2 separate regions of the Triticum aestivum genome follow, and region 1 is linked to region 2. The links are chromatin contacts, called in public Hi-C maps. All regions are on one chromosome and are shown on one strand. The core of a region is the stretch at or near the end of the contact, and the rest is flanking DNA. Distances in the headings are between cores, read along the strand shown. Region 1 has its middle 560 kb from the start of LOC123091921. Region 2 has its middle 13 kb from the start of LOC123091921.

Region 1 (4,195 bases), core at 259-2,758, 550 kb before region 2:
CCATTAGTTTCAGGACTTAGCTCTGGCATAGGGATCTGTTCTCCTATCTCTCTCATTGTAATCTCCGGATACATACTCAGATAAAACAAAGCCTCTCTGGAGCACGAGACGAGGGTTGTTATCTCCATTGCAAGAGGCCGGAACTCGCTAAAACCACAGTGTCACCCATATGCATCTCGGTAGATCATGCTGCTTTACCCTATCCTTTTTATTGTCGGAATCGTTCCCACGACAGTTGGCGCCCACCGTGGGGCATGGCGTCTATCGAGCCATGATGCAGATGGTTTTTTATTTATTCATCTATGTTTATTTTCTACTAGCAAACATGCTCGTGCGTTGCAACAGGAGAAAAAAAATACCTCTCATACACACTCTCGATACATCAGCAAATCTCTTGAAATCATGCACGTTGCCGCATGAAAAACAATATGATAAGTGATGTTGCGCGAGAACATACAGACGTGATGATTTTTGAAGTGTATTCAAGGTGTTTCCAATTTAGACAATATAAATATCTATCTAGTTGTAGGTATATCTTTACACATTTGGTGTCGTTCCTCCTCACTGATGCCCAACAAATATTTGCATTATGATGAAAATAGCAAAGTATATTTTATTATTTAATGATAGCATATGCATAAGAGCATTATTTTTGCCTCCTTTATATATGTGCTTTTTTTGTAATCCAAGTCAAATCTTAATTTGGTTGCAAACATATTAGACAGCTCCATAAAAAACAATCAATTTGTAAGGACATGCATATCAAATGTTCAAGGTTGCATATCAACATTGATATTCTCAAAAAATGAAAAAAATTAAAACAATATGAAAATTAAAGTCAAGCCATTGGTTTATGTAAAGCTTGTATCAGCAACATTGTACATTTTTTATACATAAGAAACATTTTATATATACACATTTAATACTTTCCAATTTCATGGTCAACATTTTTTAAAACATATTTATTTTTTATGTCTACTTTTTATACACATTCTACATTTTTTGTATACATCAGGAATATTTTTTATATACACGTTTAACATAGTCCAAATACATGATACTATTTTTGAAAACTTATTTTTTTATGTCTACTTTGTTCCATACACATTATATATGTTTCTATACATTTTTCTTATACATCAAAAACATTTTTTGTATGCACATTTGACGTTCTTAAATATATGATTAACATTTATTAAAGAATGACAAATTATAGTACTATTTTTCTATACGCACTGTTCTTTTTTGTATATAATGGAAACATTCTTTCTATACATGTTTGACATTTCTTTAGTGCATGATTAACATTCTTTCAAAGTCTGCATATAACTGATTTTTATGATTAAAATATTCATAGTATTTCGAAATAAAGCCAAAAGAAAAAATACAGAACGTATGTAAAAAAATGTAAGAAAAATAAGTGCTAAAGGCCGCTCTGGGCCGGCCCAATTGGGCATCTGTCTAGAGAAAAGGGGGAGCAAAAAGGGAGTAATTGAGAAAAGGGGCAGATAGGGGATCGAACCTGGGTCTTCTAGGTGGAAGAGCGAGAGTCCAGCCAATAGGGCGGCCACGCCCCTGACGTTTGCTGGGGGATCAGACGTTATTGAACCAAAACCAATGACCGACTAAAAAAAGAATCATTTTTTTGCTGTTACCAGGGGCATGCGCGGGTAAATTATGTGAACTCTAGTGGCAAATTCCGTGACATACGACCAGAAACCCAGTTTTTTTATTATTAGGTAAAGTTTCCTACTGTTCATCTCTGCAGCGAGTAACGGAAGCATCAAAAAAGCAGGAGAAAAGATACATCTTCACTGGACATCATGTCAATCGATTCAAGCATGTACATTGTACAAGAATCAAACAGTAACATGCATCGGTTCAGGTGGTCATCTCGCGCAGAACTAACGCAGCACAGAGGCAGGGGGTGATATTAACGACACACACACGGCGGCCTCGTTATCCAACGAAGTGCTGCATCTGACGCCGCAATGCTCCTTGCTCTGGCATCATCTGCACGACGGAGGCGTGTACACACGGTGGCTCCGCTCTTCGACATCTGCCTCCATCGTCCCAACGGATCGCTGCGCCTGGCAGTGTGCTGCTCCTCCTTTCGATTGGTGGCTTGGTCGCAGCTTCTGCGTTGGCTGGGTAGTCCCAACTGGCCGGCCGACTCCCAGAGCGACAAAGGGAAGGAGCCGGCAAGAAGTGCTTCATCCTCGACAGATGTGGCCATGCCTCCATGACGGCTCGGCGGTGAGAATGGGGCCGAAAGCTCGGCGGTGACCTTCACGGGGAGCCTCAGGCCCGGCGTAGCTCCGCACGGATGCGGCCTCATAGGAGAGCATCGTCCCGCACTCGGATTTTTCGCGGGCCGCCTCACCTCATGTTGGGTCTATGCCAAAGCCGCGACCACCGCCATGGCCGACCAGGGAGCTCTGTCTCCCGCCTTTAACTCTCCGTCTAACCTTAATTCCTTCCCATTTATTTCCTGCATGCAGGGGATAAATGGTCGTGGGAAAAGGAAACTTCCCTTGGATGCATTTACGGCCTTAACTCTTGCCAAATTACTGCCTCCTGCATGCACGTACATGTTTCAGACGTGGGAAACCCCATCAGTGAATGGTAACGGTAGGCATTCGCGTATTCCTGTGGATCGTTGGCCTCCGGCACGACGGCCCGGCGGTTCCTCGGTCTGAATCCAAGTGCTTGCCGATAGCCTGTATGATGAAGCCAACACCACACCACGGCAACCAGAAGCTTGCTCCACCCTTGCACAGGATAGCGTCTCCCACGCCGGAGGCACGAACCCCATGCGGCATGGGGACCAGGAGTTGGCCATGCTGCCATGCTCAACAGTTTCTCCCTCATGTCAATGGTTCGGTAGCAGCTTCCGGGGGTCCTCGGTAGCTCATCCTCATGTATCGCCTTCCCGACGCAGCGCGGGCGCATACTCACTCTGGCAACATTCACTCGGCAGCAACTCCCTCTAGTCAGCGTGGTCACTCGGATGGGACTAGCTCACACGGACCAAACCGGATCATTGGCGCTCAGCCGCCCGTGCGTCGCAACTCGGCCGTCTGTGCGTCATCGCTCGGCTGGACATGTCATCATCACTTGGTCGCCCTACACAAGGTCACGAAGATGCTCGCGTCATCATCAACTTGCCCAACTTGGACGCCCCATGCATCGCCACTCTACGGGACGCGTCTACATCACTCGAACGCACTGTGCGTCGCCACTCCACAAGATGTGTCTACATCACTCGGACGCCCCGCGCGTTGCCACTCCGCAGGATGCGTATACATCACTCGGACACCCCGTGCATCGCCACTCCACTGGATGCGTCTTCATCACTCGGACGTTCCGTGCGACGCCACTCCACGGGATGCATCTACGTCACTCGGACGCCCCTTGCATCGCCACTCCGATGGATGCATCTTCATCGCTCGGACACCCCACACGTCATCACTTGGTTGGACACGTCCTCACCAATCAGCCGCCTCGCGCGTTGTCGCCCGGTTGGGCTAGGCCTCACCGGGAATTTCCGCGGTGAATCAATCCGATCTATTGCCCACAGTTCCTTTCCGAAAGAAAGCATGTCAGTTTGACTGACCACCCTCCATAGGGGCCCGTGCACTCGGACACGTAAAACACCCGATTGAAGTCATCACCAGGATCGCTATGAGATGAGCTTGACGCCCCTTCGCGGGTTAACTTGGCCCTTCCACTAGGGTCCAAGGCGTCAGTTCCATAAACTTGCACTCGGAGGTGGCATGTGTTGTTGTTCCCCTGGGATAATGAGTAGCCTCTATCCGGAGAATTAGTCCACGTGATATCCTTGCCACTCAGGTTTCATGGCACGTCCATATCGGACCACTAGTCTATCTCCTCCGAGAGACATATGAGTGCCACCAAGTTTTTCCTCGCGGTCAACATACCCCGATCAGTTGGGAAGCACGTCCACTCGGACAAATACCCCTTTCATGCAAAAGGGTGAAAACGACGCTCCTCTACGGATACAATTGGCCCTTCTTCTAGGCCCCAAGGCGTCAGTCTCATAAACTTGGCCTCGGAGATGGCCTGCGCTAGTGTTCCTCCGGGATAAAGAATGGCATCTCTCCGGAGAGTCGGACCACGAGCCGCCGTCATCACTCGGGTTTTTATGGCATGTCCACACTCGAACCTCAAGTCT
Region 2 (4,112 bases), core at 89-2,588:
AAGGCACGGCAATAGGAGTACGAGCAGGACTCTGGCTAGTATCACGCCGACGAGGGATTTGAATGGAGAGGCCCTGTGGCTGCTCCAGACTAGGTATCATGATCGCCTCTTCCTTGCGACTCCCCCCTTCCTCCGTATCATCTTGCTCCACCGTAGCTGCCTCACAATGAACCTCAATCTGATCCATCTCTGGCACGAGAATATTGCCCGTAACTGAGTGCGAATCGAGAGCCGTCATTCGCTTCTTAATTCGTGAAGATATCCACAACAGATTGCTATTTCTAGAAGGTGTTTTATCCCAAGAAAGAAGTAAAATATAGTAATCGGCGGTACAAGGTATACAACTGTGCAAAAATAATTTATGGTATATATAGTAACGAGGGTTCCAGATGATGACAGAAATATCAGGTACAAAAGTAAAAAAAAAATCTGTCCAATAACACAATGAAGATTAGGAGCTACCTATAGATGCAATTTTTAATATCTAGAGAACCATAGGATTCTGAATTTTGGCGTCGATGGATAGAATTCTGCGCAAACTATAATATTGTTTGTTCTGAACAACAATATCAATCTGACCATTAAATTGAACCGGGTTAGTCAATGATCCACTGAGCAGGAGTTTAGCCAGTTTCAAATAACATAAGATTTATGTGCTCCAGTTTTAATGTGGAAAGGGTACACATGTTAGCACACTTCATTCATCCAGATCCATTCAACATCTACTGAATTGTCAATGCATGAGAAATTCAGGTTTTAATCTGATGCATAGAACCTCATGTAGCCTGAATGGTACACTTTGGATGCATTCAACATCAAATGAAGTGTACTAAACGGAAGTGGATGTAACCTTCGGTTTTAATTCGGTTGATGTTATGCATATTAAAACTGATGCATGCAAGCTCATGTAGCCTGAATTGTCAGCACGTAAGATTTCAAATAAAGTGTGCCCTTTAGCTTTAATAACCTGAATAAAAATCCAGATCCATTCAGATCCCGAACTCTGAATAAAATGCATAGATGCTAATATAAGACTTGTCAGCACGTAATTCCCCAATTCATTCATCAAGATCCATTCAGAATCAACCAGATTCAAGAACACATATATATACATCCTGAACGAACACCACCGAAAATCAAAGAAATAAAAAACCACACCGGGCCCCACCCGTGAAAATCAGGGGGGGAGAAAATTATACTACGAGAGAGATGCATGTGCCAGCGGCTCCCGTGCATGCCTCTGCACGTTTGACTTCTTGGCCACATAGTGGGCCTGTACCAGACCTTGTCGGCATCACATACATGAAAGGAAGGTCGCGCGTTGCGACGCGCGCCCGTGAAGGAGCTCTTTCGCCACACAGTAATCTTGTATTAGAATATGGAAGCTCACCAGTGCTAGACTGTTCTGTATCCTCACTGCAACACCTCCTATGTCATGCGGAAGGAGGTGAAACTGCGGCAGGATGCGGATGAGAAGGAAGACCAAGGAGATGAGGCGGCGAGCGGGAGAGTCAGCAGCGGCACAGCGCAGCGCGGCGGCCGGGGACTGAGGCATGCGGCCGACGGGAGCAGCCGACCTGCGGCGGCGCAGGCCGCAAGATGTTCGACGGCTTCTCCCTCGATCAACCCTGCGGGAGGTTATGCCACCCAGATCCAGACAGCGAGCTCTTCTACCCATCCAAGTCGAATTCGGCCGTGGAGGATAGCAGACCTACGGGCGCGCGGCCTCGGCGCCTACACAGCGGTGCGGGAGGTTCTACGGCGGCGGAGGGATCAAACCATCGGACCATGGTGCTGACTAGCAGCCGAGAAAGCGTTCGGCGAGATAAGAGAGGAAGAGAGTGAGGCAGTGACAGAATCTGTGTGTGTTCGCACTTTTTAGAATACTACTCCCTCCGTAAACTAATATAACAGCGTTTAGAATACTAAAATAGTGATCTAAACGCTCTTATATTAGTTTACAGAGGGAGTAGTTAATTGCCCGTGCGTTGCACGAAGGTATATTTTATTGGTTCAACACCAATCATGTTATACTTTTAGGTGTCATGCAACACTATTGACTTTTTTCACAGTTGTTCCTCCTCCTCTATCCACTTTCTCCGCCCATCCCCTCCTCACCCCGTAAAAATCCACTCCATCCATGTCAATGGAACATCCAATTTGCAATCCCGTTTCACCTCCACTCAGCACACACCTTGATTTTCAAACACGTAAGCATGTAGTCTAATATATTTCACATCGCGGTAGACCCCTCCACGCCCCCCCCCCCCCCCCCCCCCCCCCCCCCACACACACACACACACACTCTTTTCATTATTGATTTCTTTTTTTTTTGCATTAGAATACTTAATTTGAGTATCCAAGGTTTCAAGCGTAATAAATTGTTTTCAAGATAAAAGTAATAATTGTATACAATGGTAACATATTCAAGCTATATTTAGTAGGCATTATCAAAATCATGTAATCTACGTTCTGCCCGTGGATCAAAAATTAGGAACCAAATAGCGAAAATAACACAAACACAATACTAACATATAACGTATGAGAGAGTTAGTACAATTATCATAAGCATGTTGGAGTTGACATAACAGTAATATTAGCACCCTTGGGTAATTTTTCACTGGGTTGGGATCCCAACGTACCAGGAGGGTCTTTTGCTATTTGCATCGGTTTCCTTTGACTGACAGTTAGCTAACCCTTGGAAGTACCTTGCCAATTGACACACATATGAAACATATTACAAGATTACATGCATTGTTAGCAGAGATGGTTCAGAATAAAGATAGCCTGATGACATAACACAGTAAGTAGATTGACGAGGGACCGCATTTCACTGAATTGTAATGCAGTGCACATTCAAAGTTCTCCACCGGCAGCATATTCCATGACAAAGGAAAGGCGCGACTGGTTAAACAAACATATTCTTGATTGTACATAAAATAAGACCATATTATAGCAACTCCACTCAGTTTTATCTAATGGAGAAAAATCTGCTAAATTAAAGATTGGACAGAGAGATTTAGGATAAACATCAATGCTTCTGAAATCCTTATAACCAATCGTAGTAATCATTGAATTAATGTGTGGTCAATACTGCCTAGACCAACTGTACTTTTATAACTTTTGAAGAAGAGGAAAATATTACTAATAACTGGCACCTTCAGTCATGATGCAAAAAAATTAAAATCTAATCGACATTTATTTCCAAAAGATAGTGCCATTTCTTCTATTTGGAGAGGACACAGAAGCAGGTCAGAGTTTTTACTTTAGAACCTTCAAATTTCAATAACCTAATGTGATTGACAACAATAAAACTTATCAAACGACTGCCAAGTCAGGATTTCGGTAATTTTATCTCCTCGGAATCGTATGGTGCGAGGGTGCCGCTGCGACCAGTAATGGGTACTCTGCAAGCACACAAAAAAAAACTCAAAATAATAATAGAAATCCATCATCCATCTCAACAACTTCACTATCCTCATATCTATTCTTGGCGATATGCGAGCAAACGGGTAATCCCATGGCGATTGGTAGGAGGGCAATAAAATCAATGAGAGGGTTCAGGTGGAGAGATTGGTGAATCTGCAGGTAGAGAGATCCGGCGGCGAGGCCGCCGTGTATACTCCTTGACCCTGCGCCGTGCCGCCGTTGCATTCGTGCTCAATCGCCGTGCTGCTGCACCGTCGGGGGGTCCAAGATGTCGGGTCCTTGGAAGATGAATCATCTTGGTAAACATTTCTTTTTGAGAGAATCTTGGTAAACATGGTAATGCTGAAAGTGGGGAATGGGATTTTCTTGATTTGGATTTGGCTGGATTGCTTGGAGATTAGTCGTCGGAGAGAGTTTCACCTTGCTTGGAGATCCTACTATTCTGTTGTAAAGGGAGCAATTTGCGAGCGTTAATTAATAAATAATGTCCTTCCTTCCGCTAGCTATGCATGCTTTGGCAAGTCATGGGAGATCTTTCATCGCAGAATCCTGTAAGTACGCCACGAATCAAGGAAAGGCTGGTTGGTTTCCTTCGCCGGCTTTAAAAAGAGGGATGCGCTGGTGTTGCTAATTAACATACATGGATCAGGCTTAGCAAACATGATTTGATGAAAACCAAAAAG

What was found. A called contact is a pair of places that touch in the nucleus more often than the background predicts.
Region 1: a contact with region 2 is called in a Hi-C map of leaf, with 3 times the contacts expected there. The contact joins two enhancer-like sites. A contact is called at or near these places in 2 of 5 Hi-C or Micro-C datasets (both in leaf).

The regions. Positions count from the first base shown.
Region 1 is chr4B:247,740,049-247,744,243 of IWGSC CS RefSeq v2.1, reverse strand. No RefSeq gene overlaps it. Among protein-coding and RNA genes, the nearest start is that of LOC123091921, 560 kb to the right of the region's middle. Within about 2 kb of position 1,508, at least 5 of the 8 cell types and tissues checked have an H3K27ac peak or open chromatin away from gene starts, as enhancers often do. A contact at or near this core is called in leaf, where this site is marked.
Region 2 is chr4B:247,188,412-247,192,523 of IWGSC CS RefSeq v2.1, reverse strand. No RefSeq gene overlaps it. Among protein-coding and RNA genes, the nearest start is that of LOC123091921, 13 kb to the right of the region's middle. Within about 2 kb of position 1,338, at least 5 of the 8 cell types and tissues checked have an H3K27ac peak or open chromatin away from gene starts, as enhancers often do. A contact at or near this core is called in leaf, where this site is marked.